2 separate regions of the Capsicum annuum genome follow, and region 2 is linked to region 1. A link is a contact called in public Hi-C data. All regions are on one chromosome and are shown on one strand. The core of a region is the stretch at or near the end of the contact, and the rest is flanking DNA. Distances in the headings are between cores, read along the strand shown.

Region 1 (7,364 bases), core at 4,496-6,995:
TGCAGATCCGAATACTAGTTGCTGCTATTGACATGACTCTCATGAAGGGTTGATTTTGGAGATTAGGTGAGCTGTTGGATTTGAATTTTTCCCTTTTTCTTTCTATTTATCTATGTTTAGTCTTTTATTTTTTAGACAGAGTTTATTTGACTATTCATTTCTTATAGTTCATTGTAGTAGCTCTCATACCGACATTATTGAGTCTTGGGATGTTGTTGCTCTTTTATCTATCTATTAGACTGTTATGTCTACTTTATTATTGTTTTAACTCCTTAAATGTTGATTTCCGGCTTCTAGGTCATTTTCACCAAGTTATCCCATTGCATATAGCTTCGGGCTACGATTTGGCTTACTTACTGGCGGGATAAACTAGGTGACATCATGACTTGTAAATTAGGTCGTGACAGATGATTTACATTAAAGAGAACCCCTTTATTCATAGAGAAAAACTCCTCTTAATTTCTCTCTAAAAGTAGATATTTCATATTTTGTTAAATACTCACTATATCTTGATAAATATTCACTATATCTTGATGGAGATTCACAATAAAGTAAAGACATTTGTAACACTCCCCCATGAATGTCTAATTGATAAATAATTTGTCTTGTCAAAACCTTACTAGAAAAAATCCATTGCAAAAAATCTAGTGAAGGAAAAAGAGTACACAACTCTAATAATACGCATTTCGTCTGTCTCATTAAAAACCTTACAAAGAAAATCCAATAGGACAAAACCTTAAAATGGAGAAAAAGTACAACGCGTATTAGCTCCCTCTGATAAGAACATTAATTCAAATATTGAATCTTTGTATTTCAATCTTATGTACCATCTTCTCGAAAGTTGTAGTTGGTAGAGACTTAGAGAATAATCATTCATATTATCACTCAAATAAATATGTTGCACGTTGATATCTCCATTCATTTGGAGCTCGTGTATGTATAGAACTTTGACGAAATGTGTTTCATTCTTTCTCCTTTTTATAAATCCTCCTATTAGTTGTGATATACATGCAACATCCGTATATAAGTGGGTATTTCAAACTATATTTTTCTCAAATGAGATGTATCATTGACCTCAACTATAGACAATCTTGACTTGCTTTGTGAGTATTCATTATCTCGGTTGATTTAATTGTCGTGTAAAACAACATATGAATGCATCAAATTCTTATATTGATCTTATGAATACCCTGTATATTCAGAAACTTGACAATATTCATTAGCATAAACATATTAATACGAGGTCTTTCATTTACCATATACAAGTGATCATATATCAATATACCCATATAAGAGCAAAACTATATCATGCTCGTATTTATAGCAAGATGTATAAATACATCAATTGCACAAGATATGGTACTTCATGCAATCAAACTATGTGTGTTTCCCATTTCAACATCTTTTAACAGATAATCTATTGCTTTTGAAAATTCTCAAAGAGTTTCAATAATATTCAAATCTCAATTTATCCCTTATAAGAATTATAAATAAGTTTTTCAGAAACTTTTTATGCTTCAGGCATTTTAACTTCTTTAGAAATTCTCATACAGATTTTGTCAAGTGATACTTTTAATGTCTAGATTGCAAATAAATAAGCTTTATACTTATCAAGTGCATCCTTCCATGTCATTATAAATATATCTAATAGCATGCTTAAATAAATATAAATTCAGATCCTCACAAAATTTTACAAGATTGCATCATATTATACTTAAGATATCATCGAAGTTATATCATTTTTATCGGTTCGCACTAAGACATAACATTTGAGATTTTATTACATCAATTATTTTTCTTAGGTACCTAAACCTCTTATGAGGTTTCATGAACTATTATGTCGTAAGCTCTTCAAGAGCATATTGCCTTTTTATTATTGTCATTTGCTCTTTTTTTTTCAAGAATTAATGTGTTTGAAACTGATTGATCTACCATGTTTCATGCATGCCGTAGATTTTGTCCTTCATGAACATTTAATAGGAGCATGTGCAACTAAAATATGAGATTAAATTTGATTCGGCAAATATTTCTGGAATTTGCTTGAATTATCTTTTGAATGGGGATGATGATAATCCTAACATATTGAATAACTTCTTATTATCTCCCCTTATGTTAGGAAAACTAACATATATTCTCTATTTCTTTAGGAGTCCATAGTTGTGCATAATGGTATATCCATTAATCATATATCACACATATTATTAGATGTAAAATATGTGATTCCCGGCCTTTAACCAACTTTGAGGGAGAATTAATCATAATTTATTGATTGATGGATATAAGTATATTTGTATATAATATGTCATATTTCAAATCAACATATGAAGCTTGTTCTCATAAGTAATGGTTTAGCTTAATTTCTAGGAGATTTAATGCAAAACCAACTTGGATATTTATCAATTTGAAAGTCATGCTCTCAACTCAATTATTTTGCACAAGTAATTTTGTTAATGTCAAACAACAGGTTGACAATTAACATATACATGTATCTTATTGATGCATCTTTTTAACATATCACATAATGGGTAAACGAGTCCATATTCACCTTTTATACTTTTCATATTTTAAGAGGAGTCAATCCCAATATTAGTTGGTCCAACCAACTTATCATGAGAACAAACAACATAAATAATTCTTGAAGAATTTTTTAATTTTTCAATACATGTCTAACATTCAATATGAACATCTTTGAAATGTCGCAATCGTCCATGTCAACTTGTGAACATTTATATTAGTAAACTCTAGATTTACGTGACATGTGTTTTTTGTTTTAATGAACTTCTGATTTACTATGATACGAATTTTATATCAATAAGCTCCTAGTTTATTATGACATGTGACCTCATCATGCTCAGATACTTTTCATATTCGTATTTCCTATCATAGTAACTTGGAGATATCCAATCTTTCAATTATTTTATCTCTTCTGGAGGTGGATTTTGATATCTTTACAATCAAGAATACGTTCGCATTTATAAGGTTTACTGGATACAATCATATTCACTCACAGGGTATAGATCAACATTTATAACAATCGAAATTCTTATTTTCCAGGAATAAAATATAATCGTGCCTTGAACATATCAAATGATAATAACTTATGACATCTTTCAAGATATTGCTACTTTAAAAATAAAATTGAGGCATACGTATAATGTTGTGAATTTTTCTCTTATTTTTCATTGTGACCATAACAAGCCTATAAAACTATTATCACTTTTAATGGTCGATTACTCATTATCACTTTTAACTTCTCATGGCTATCAAATCTATTTACAACGAAAATCATATATACAAAATCATTTTTTATGATTACGGTATGTTTCTCATGAATTCTACAATTAAAGTTAAGGAATGCTCTGTAGGAGCAAATTGCACGATACGCTATCATATGCTATATATATAAAAACAAAATTGATATGAGATAACAAGTCTGTAGTTTAACAATATCTATCAACAAATCTAATATCGATGTTGCTCAATTTCACTTTTAAAAAATTCTTTAAAGGTGCTTTTGAAAGTGTTGATCTTATTTTAAAATTAAGCAGTTACGTGTTTGAGTAAAAGTGCTGAAACTGAAAAAAAAATTATTGATGTGTTTGGTAAATAAGTGCTTTTAAGAACTTTTTTTGGTCAAAATATTTGAAATACCCTTATAACTGTTAATAATATATAGAGTTGATTATTATTAACTTTTATTGCTAAAATGATTCAAATTAAAATTAGTATATATTTTAATGCATATATATATATATGTATGTATGTATGTATGTATATTTGAGAGCAAAATGAATATGTTGGGTAGTGAAAGAAAATTAGGGCTACAAAAGGGTATATTCGAAATAAGGGACAATTACAAGGGACATATATGTCATTTGCTTGATCAACTTAAATTGGCCCCCCCCCCCCCCCCCCCTCTCCCCCCCCCAAAAGAAAAAGTAAGAGAAAGGTTATTTTTTACTTTTGGCTTTTAAAAAGTCAAAATTGACTTTTTTTAAGCAATTTTAAGAATTATCAAACATTTTCAAAAGCAAAAAATGGCTTAAAAGCCATTTTTGACAAAAAAAAATAAGCTTACCCAAACACCCTCTTAGAGCCATGGTTCAAAGTTCGACTGTAGAACTTACTAGAAAAAATTGCTTCTATCTTTAATAATACTTTAAAAATATTTATTTGAAACGGTAAAGTACTGAACGTGTTATAAAATAATAAAATAAATACAAAAATAATAAGAAATATAAGAGACTTCTTTTTTTTTTTCTTGAGGAATGAGGGATAATTTCCAAAGAACATTCTATTTTGTTGAAAAATTCTTTGTAATTTCTGTCCAAAATATAAATATTCTATGATAGATACTTATTACATCTTAATAAATATACATTTATTATACATCGTAATAGACATTCATAATAAAATAAATACATTTATTATATTATTATTCTTTTAGCTTAATTTTACGATAATCTACTCCCTCCATTTCATTTTAGTTTGTCCTCTTTTTAAAAATATTTGTTTCAATTTAGTTGTTCCATTGATGAAATCAAGAGGATTTTAATATGTTCTATTCATGATAAAATAAATACATTTATTATATTATTATTCTTTTAGCTTAATTTTACGATCATCTACTCCCTCCGTTTCATTTTAGTTGGCCCTCTTTTTTAAAATATTTGTTTCATTTTAGTTGTCCCATTGATGAAATCAATAGAATTTTAATATGTTCTTCCAATAATACCTTTTACAATTAAATGACTAAGCAAGTTGTATATATTCAAATTTATATTTTCAAAGCATAATTATTAACACTAATTTGGTAAAATAGGATCCTAATAAATACTTTTCTTAATGAGTGTACCAAATTTATAGGGCCAACTAATATGAAACAGAGGGAATATAATTCAGGGAAAAGGACATGGGCTGACCTTTCTAAAAAAAAATTGCCACAATTTGAAAAGATGGACAAATATAGCCAGTCGACTATTTTTAATTCCCTTTTTTGGCCATTTAACCCAATTGGGCATATGCAGTCTCTATACTCAATTGATACACTTTTATACTATATTGATACACCTTTTAAAAAAGAGAAAGGAAATTCTATGCAAGCACATGTAGTCCCTGTACCCAATTGATACTCTTTTATACCACATTAATACACTTTTATACTACGTTAATACACTTGCAGTATCCATATACTCAATTGATACTCTCTTATATTAGATTGATACATTTTTAGAATGCATGTAGAAACTATATAGAGTCGTATAAAAAATGTATCTAAATAATAATTGTAGTTAAAAATTGTATAGAATGTGTATAAAAATAATATAATTATTATATAGAATATGTATATGCATAGAAACTGTATTATTATTATTATTATTATTATATATAAATATATATTTTTAACAATTGTATTTTATTAAAAGTATATGATATTGTATTTTATTGTATAAATAAGTAAAACTAAACAAAACAATTAGTATGTCATTTTAATAATGTTGGTGAATACAAAATAATATGGAAGAAATTTAAATAGTAATTGACTTGTCTTGTTGTTAAGTTTGTGGTGTAACGACTTTTTTATTCAAATAATATGGGTATCTATTACAATTAGCATTACTAATGATGCCCACTTTCCACACACGCCAAATAGCTATTCGGTTGGAATTATTTTCCCAAGTGACTATTTATCGAAGTTTAGAATTTAAGTGTTAATTTTATAGAATTATTTTAATTTTAATTGTTAGTTTTTTCATTCCCTTCTAATTTATGACAACTCCTTACATCACCCTCGATCCCCCACCCTCTGGCAACTTGGCTGCCTCTACTCCAACGTCACATTTTCCGTGATCTTCTACTTTCCATTTTCTATGATTGATGATCAGAAAAAAAATCCAGAAACGAAAATTTCGTATCAAGAATCTCTCATAATTGAGAGACACAACTCGTAATATAGACACACAATAACTATATCTCCTAGCTGGTCATAAATACTTTTAACAACTTTCCTTCCATGGCTTTGTTGTTCATGTAGCAGATCTTGCGGCGTCAATAAAGAAACCTTCCATTTTCTTGATCCCAATTTTCCACATTTTGGTTCAATTCCATAAAAGGAAGTCTTCATTGGCTTACAAGTTACAAGGACTTATTCCTAAAAATCATCACAAACCTCCCTTATTTTGTGTCGGTAGATTTTTAGTGTTAGCATTCAATTTTTAGTTCAATTTAATTTTGTTTAAATTGGTAAAATGGAGGATAGCGGAGAATCTTTCGTGGCAGTGAGGAGGATGTCGCAAGGATTCGATAGAGGAAATAGTACTTGCCATTCTACTTCTGGTATATCCCCTTTTTTAGTATCTTTTTTCTCTCTCTTTATAGTCGTTCAATAACCGCAAACATATGCTCTTTTTTGATAACTCTATTCCTTATTATTGCTTTCTTTATCTGAGTTTCTATCTGTGGATTTAAATTAGGTTTAGTCAGGCCTAGTTGCACTGAGTTTTCTGGTGAGTTTGCATCCAATTTCAGCAAATTTTCTTTTGTGCCCTAGCTTTTTCATGACTGTTTTCTTTTATATTTAGTTTAGTAACAAATATGCATGTATATATTTTGGTAATGGATTGATTTATTTATGTAATTGAGTTATTTGTTCAGGAAAATTGTGGAATGGCAGTGTTTAAATATCTAGAGCATCAATATGCCTATAGAGCAGTCTATTTGATTGTCGAAGGACGACAAGAAACTTTAACCATTGCCTATAGAGCAATCTATTTCATTGTTGTCGAAGGCCGACAAAAAACTTTAACCAGCATTATGTCGAAATTGTAATGCATGATTTGACAACTATTATTCTATAGTTCTAGTGTGTAGGTTAAATTGAATGTCGGCTGTTGGCCTTTCATATAAGGAAATATGTGAAGAGTAGCTTAAATGACTCCCAACTATCACACTGATAGTTTGAGAGTGAACAGAACACTAGAAATGAGTGGTTGAGAATGCCATTGATGTTATCTTTTGGGAGTGGTATGGGATGCATATGGATACGGGGTACCTATTAAATACCGTGATTACTTAACCAGACTGATCATCTGAGGTTTGCACTTTATCAGAAAGCAGGATTGTGTATTGAACTGCCCTATCAAATTCTCCTCTTTCTTTGACGAATTTACATTACATAATTGCATCTGATTTTAGCTTCCAAATGGGAATTGTTTTTTGATAGACAATTGGCAAAGGCAATTGGCTGGTAAAGTTGTGTGAACGTGGTTCTTGTTTTGGTAACTCCATGCCGGGAGATGTTTTTTTTCTTCTTGTTGTGTGTAAAGAAGGTTAGTTCATGAATGTTAAGACACTTGAATGGTATA
Region 2 (7,053 bases), core at 1,471-3,970, 460 kb after region 1:
AAACCACTTGGAAAGAATGAGACGCTTTAGTTGGAAAGGAAACTAATTTAGGATGAGGTAGCGAGAAGAAAACTATTCAAGCGAGTGTCGAATGGTGGGATGGAAAAATAAAGGTACTTCTAATCTTATTACATATTATTCACTTAAACTTGATAAGTTATTATGTTTTTTTTGATCACTAAGAACATATCTTATTTCTTCTCATTATTGTAAGAAAATCCAGATGTAAGAGAAATTTAAAGAAAAAGGCTTACAATATCTAACTCAAATGAAGATATGTTTTAAGGATGTTGTTGCTACTGGAGAACATGCGTGGGCACCATCATCTGGAGTTTTATCAAATGGTATACAAGAGAGTAGGTGGTTTTAATCTGAGCAACTATTTGAGTTTGACACTCTAATAAATAATGAAGAATTTGTAATTATTGATAGTTTAGAAGAATTAATTGAAGTTAAAAAAAAATAATAATAGTGAGAGTGATACTAGAAGAAAAAGAAAGGTTTCAACAGAAACGAAAAAAAACTAATCCTAGTCAGAAATTTAGTTCATCAATAGAGAGAATTGCTGACGCCATTGAATTATGCACTTCAACGGAGTCGAGAGAAACTTTTCTTAGTATTAAGAGTGTAATGACTATAGTTCACAATTTGTCTAATATGACTGTTGGTAGTGATTTATGGTGGAAAACGAGTGATTTACTTGTCAAATAATCAATGAGTGAAATGTTCTTAGCACAAGAAGATGCAGAATTGCAATTGCAATGGCTGGAAAGGAAGACCATGCTTCATACAGATTAGATTTATGATGTTATTTATTATAATTTGCTTTTGAAACATATGATTTTTTTTAATTGAGCTTATTTTAGCTATAAAGTTTTTAGATTTGAATAATTTACGTAATTATTGTCAATCTTACGTAGCTATGAGCAATAAATAAATTGTCAATCTCACGTAATTAAATTTAATAATATTTATTTATTTATTTACAGATATTCCATTGGCTAGGAAAAATTGTGATACGACTGATGATGTGTTTGATGAAGAAGTTTTAATTAAAAATAATCATAATTTTTATATTCATTTTTGTTTGATGTTTTTAAGTAATATTTAAATTATTTAAGTAATATATCACTATTTAATATTTTTTTGATGTATTTATGTATATAATTATTGATTAAAAATTATAGAGTACATACTTTTTAATTAAATAAAAAAATTAATTAAAAATATTATAATAAATATTTAAAATAAATTTTCTCTATAAATTGATTTTAGTAATAAAGGTCTATTGATGCATGTTCTTTTTGGCTATTTGTCTTAAAAAAAAATATTTCTTGAAAAAGATTATCCAAAAATAATTTGTTTATCAAAAATACGTTTCAAATGAATTTATTAAACACAAATTATTATTTTTTAAAAGCACTTTTCTAAAAAATTATTTTACAAAAGTGCTTGTCAAATAAACAGTTTTGTAACAGCAATCCTAAGTAGGGGGTGTTAATGGGTTGGTTTGGATCGGATAGTGGTTAAAATTATAACCAAAACCAATTTAGTCGGTTTTTGAATTTCTAAAACTAAACCAAACCACAAAAAGAAAATAACTGTTTTGATTTGGTTTGTCGGTTTTTTGGGTTATTGACTAGCCTACTCCAACCATCTCTAGAATAAACTTCTTTTTTTAACCCATAGAAAAAAGTATCGCATTGAATAATTTCTCATAAAATATTTGTACAGTAATGGACAAATGATGCTATAAACACTTAAAAATCAGAACAAACACATTAAACAAAACCAAAATTGAGATGAAAAGCATCAGCTTTGTATTGTTGGCACTAAGATTATCCAACAACATATAAACACATACATGTACATTGTAAAACAGAGCTTTATATTCTATTGCAGTGCACTGTAAGAAGAGATAGAGTTGGGCAAATTTGAGTTATCTATTTACTTTAAAAATTAGCTAGGTGAGCTAATCATATAAGGAAAAATTGAATAGATAAGGAGACATAAAACTATCATTTGAACCAGGGACCATGGTAACTCGTATTATGAAAGCTGAAGAAAAAGTGATGTAGGAGCCATAGGATTAACTTATCAGTAATAATAAGTAGAGTTGGGCTTGGGTTTGGGTTTGGGGTTTTGGGCAATTGGGTTAAAGTATTGGTTGGGCTAGACATAGATTAAAATTTAGTTTTAAATTAAATTTAATAAAATATTTATATTTTAATTATAAATTATATATAAATAATTATAATATATATATATATATATATATATATATATATATAATTTATCGGTTCAGTTTGGTTATTTTTACATTTCTTTTAAGTAAAACCATAACCAAACCGATTTTTTTAAATTTAAAACCAAACCAAACTTCAGTTTTTAATCGGTTTAGTTCGATTTACGGTTCGATTTGCTTTTTAACCAAACCCATGAACACCCCTACCTAAGCATGATAAATGAAAATAGAATTTTCAAAAAATATTACTTTCCCTATTTAAAAAAGAATGATCTACTTTTCTTTTAATTTATTTAAAAAAGAATGATTTCTTTTTATTTTTTTAATAATACTTTAATTTTAACTTTTTATATGCCATATTTAAGATCATAAGATTAAAAGATATTTTAATATATTTGATACAATTTTAATTTAAAGTTATAATATTTAAAACTCTTTCTTGTTTTGTTAAATTTTGTGCAAGTCCAAGTAGGTTAAATTTTAAAAGAAAAAAAAACAGAGGAAGTACTTCCTTCCTACCAAACACACCCGAAGAGAGAGAAAAGAGAACTCGAGGAGCTCTCGTGTCCTTTCTCTTTCCCCCTCGAATGTAGACGAAACCCTAGTTATCTCCGTCTCTCCAACTCACAGTCTGCACGCGCACACAAAGCTTGTCCTTGTTCTTCTCTCCATATTTAGGGTTTCTGTTCGATCTCTCTTTCCATTTCCCGGATCTTCGACACTTTCGGCTGTCTTTTGTAATCGACCTATAGAAATAGAGAAGGAAAAGAAATGTATAGAGATCGAGGTGGTGGGGTTTCTTCTGGAGCATTGGATCGGAAGCGAATCAACGATGCATTAGATAAGCAGTTGGAAAAGTCTTCAGCGTCTACAACGAGAGCGTTGAAGGACAAAGCTGTTCCCTCCACCTCTGCTGCTAAATTGCATCAGCGTCATCATAATCATCATATGGACACTCTCTCTTCCTCTACTCTCACCACAAAAAACAAGTGCTCCGATGGTTAGGATCATTTTTTTTTCTCTTAAGTAAAAGTGCCCCCCTTTTTTCCCTTACTTCTACAACCAATTTATTTTTTCATGTTTCTGAGTGCATTAATTTTTCGCATATATTGGAAAAAACCAGGTGAATTAACTGGTTAATCATTCGCTTCCTTCTTCTATCTCTGATCCTTAGTTGGAGATGATGATATGGTTCTATCATTTTTGTATTTGTGGTGGCGGTGCAGGTTTCTTGGAGATCCAATTGACTATCTTTTTCTTTACTAAATTATATATGGAAATTGGTTATTAAACTCTCTAAATTGCATATGTATCTGCATGGATATGTAAAGGAGCTCCTTTAGCACTTATCAGCAGGGTCTTGAATGGATCTATGTTCCTTAATTAGGGGTTTATATCCTGATAAAATGCGTTTAACTTGGCTTCAAGTAACAGATTATTTTTTTCTTCAGAAAGCATGTAGAATGTGGTCACGCTTACGTTACCTTATCAAAAAAAAAAACGTAGAACGTGATCAGGAAAAAGTTCTGTCATGTGTCAAAGTGGTAACATGGCTGGAAAGCTGTTGCTGGAATGTTGTGTATATTGTTTGTATTTCTAGATTCTCAAAATATTTAACTTAAGATCATCTATGGTTTTAGACGCGTGATGCATGGGTTAGGTGCACATCATGGATTCAAACATTAGACAAAAAGCCTGGTTTTTAAGTGGAGAAGGGTAGAGTGGCGGGTTCATTATTCGCAGTTTCAAACCGTGTGCCATTGTCTTTCGGGGATCACTTGGTTATAAAAAGATTATATAGGGTTTCACAAAATATCCTGGTATAAGCATGACACATTGTTGGTCGTGGCTTACGAGTTACAACTGTAGGTTTTATTTGCAATTGCTTTTATTGGTGGGAATGTTGTATCTGCTTATTTGGGCTTCCGAGGAGGTGGATTTATTGGAGATGGTTCTACTGATGAGTACTCAGCTGCAACATCTAATAATTATGGTTTCAGGTGGTGGGGTAATCAGGTTATAACTGATGCATTAGTTTGGTAGCTCACAGCCATTGAAACCAAGAGTTTTATCAATTTCTTTCTACTTACTACCTACAGCTACTTGGATAGCTAATTCATGTTTCCACTCTATTTTCACTACTCTTTTGACATCAACGTTGAATTTTTATTACTGGTATCTTCCAGTGATTTATTTCTGATAGTTAGTATTTTACTCATAGATACTGGAAAACCTACGCAAGTTCCCGCTATAATCTTGTTACTCCTTTTAGGAAAAGTCAGAACATGTTTTTGCTGTATATTTATTACTCTAATGACACCAGCCATTAAATACAATGACTGCATTTAGTTTGCCCATGCTTTTGTTTTCTTGATGCCAACTTTCTTACTTGCATGTCAAACATGGTATGATCAAATGCCCATGGTTGTGTACTTTGCAGAGGAATCTGAATCAGACAGTGAAGAGTCTGATGTTAGTGGTTCCGATGGAGATGACACATCATGGATTTCTTGGTTTTGTAACCTGCGTGGGAATGAGTTCTTCTGTGAGGTTGATGATGACTACATTCAAGATGATTTTAACCTCTGTGGATTGAGTGGTCAAGTTCCATACTATGACTATGCACTTGACCTAATCCTTGATGTTGAATCCTCTCATGGTAAGTATAGTTGCTTCTTTAGATTTTCTGATGAATTGCAAGATAACTATTTTGGCTGTCTTTTCTGTTGAATGATATAAGTTGTTGGTCTTTTGTAGGTAAAACATGGTTTTCTTTTTCTTTTCCTTGTTGACTCTTCCATGTGGAGCTTTTTTTTTGTTTTTATACAAATTAATACAATGTTAATTTTGGTGAGCATGTTTCTGCACTAGTAAGCTCGATTTGATATTTTGAGGTTGACTGAGGTACACTTGTTTTCAGGGCTACAAAAAAAGAAGAGTCTCTGGTAATGTATCATGGCAACATCTGCTTAGCTGGTGTAGATTAGTTGTAGAAAAATGGGTTATTTGGATTTTCATATGAGCAAAATGAGGTTCTACATGTCCTTGATTAGTGTTATGGTTTGTATTAAATGTTGTCGACCGGTGTTTGGTGATCTTTACAGAAATAGCTGTCTGAGTTCATTATTTACTTTTCCTAGCTGGCTACATAGATTTTACACTGATTATACACATAATATACACCCCCTGCTATTTTTAGTCTAAGCGGTTGTGTGAGCGACTATTTAGGTTAATTCTTCGATGTTGTTTATGCTCCATAGGGTTTTGATGCTACCCTCAATATGGTTGAGGGCATGCTTGAGGTATATAATTGAAGAGAGGTAAGTGCAGGTTGGTTGCTTCATGTTTCTTAGGTAAGTGCAGGTTGGTTGCTTCATGTTTCTTAGGTTTGTCAGTGAGGTGTACCAAGGTGCAATAATGCCCACCTTTAGGAAAAATCAACCACTAATTTAGTTAGGCTAGTTTATAAGAAATGCTAATGTATGGAAACAAATAACTAGCCAATTTATTTTCAAGAAAGTATTATTCTTATGAAAGTATTGTCAAGAAAATATTTGGTTGAATAAATTATTGATTTAGATTAGGAAAATTATAAATTTAGTAAGGAAATTTACTGAACTTTTATTAGAAACTTAAATTTCATTTTTGAAGGTGGATCAATATTTAAGATGGTTTTTGAACTTGATTAATAAGTTTTTTAGCTTGATATACATTTCACTTAATTGTAGATTGTCCAGTATATATGATATTATGATTGCTGTTTGTGTATAGTAACTTTTTACTAAAATTATTAATATTTTTATTTGTTTCTACTTATAAAAAAAATCTAAGCAGCCTCTCTACTTCATCTGAGATTGTGGTATGGACTGTGAAAAATATGAGAGAATATTATTGAATTGTTGTATCTAAATTATTACATTGAGACCCTATTTATAGACACTACATTTCAATCCTATTCCTAATAGGACACTACATTACAATCCCTTTCTAAGTAGAATTCAATATGCTATTCCTATTCATATTCTAACACTCCCCCTCAAGCTGGTGCTTACAAGTCATATGTACCAAGCTTGTTACAAATGTAATTAATACGAGGACTAGTGAGGGACTTGGTGAAGATATTTCTGCAAGTAGATCACTTAACAACAACAAACCCAGTGTATTCCCACATAGTGAGGTCTGGGGAGGGTAAGATGTACGCAGTCCATACCACTACCTCTGGAGAAGTAGCAAGGCTGTTTCCGATAGACCCCCGGCTCAATATAATATAAGTAATCACAACCGTACAAAACGCATGGAACATGATGGCAAGACATAAAAACGCCCCTACAATGGAAAGTAAACAAAGAATAGTAGGCACTCGTAATACAACATGCAACAAGGTAGCCTAACAAGAGTAATACACCAAATAGGTAATGCCCTACCCTACCTACCCTAATAGTCACTAGCTTTCTATCCTAATACGCGTCCTCCAGCTCTTCCTATCTAGGGTCATGTCCTCAGTAAGATGTAACTGCTCCATGTCCCGCCTAATCACCTCTCTCCAATATTTCTTTGGCCTACCCCTTCCCCGCTTGAAATCATCCAAAGCAAGCTTCTCACACCTACGAACTGGTGCATCTGTGCCCCTCCTCATCACATGTCTGAACCATCTCAAATGGACCTTTTGCATCTTGTCCTCCACCGAAGCCACTCCAACCCTCTTCCGGATAATCTCATTCCGAATCCTATCTCCCCTAGTAAGACCACACATCCAACGTAACATTCGCATTTCCGCCACCTTCAATTTTTGAATATGAGAGTTCTTG

The links. Hi-C and Micro-C count contacts between places; a contact is called where the count stands out from the background.
Region 2: a Hi-C map of leaf shows a contact between it and region 1, with 2.4 times the contacts expected there. The contact joins the promoter of LOC107845490 here to the promoter of LOC107845499 in region 1. A contact is called at or near these places in 2 of 5 Hi-C or Micro-C datasets (leaf and placenta).

Annotation. Positions count from the first base shown.
Region 1 is chr10:45,764,627-45,771,990 of UCD10Xv1.1, forward strand. It overlaps LOC107845499 (ELMO domain-containing protein A), which reads left to right and starts at 5,746. Exons shown (of 10, transcript XM_047397894.1): 1 at 5,746-6,336. The coding sequence starts at 6,249.
Region 2 is chr10:46,227,482-46,234,534 of UCD10Xv1.1, forward strand. LOC107845490 (putative casein kinase II subunit beta-4) reads left to right here and starts at 2,721. Exons shown (of 5, transcript XM_016689842.2): 1 at 2,721-3,245; 2 at 4,686-4,904. The coding sequence starts at 3,017.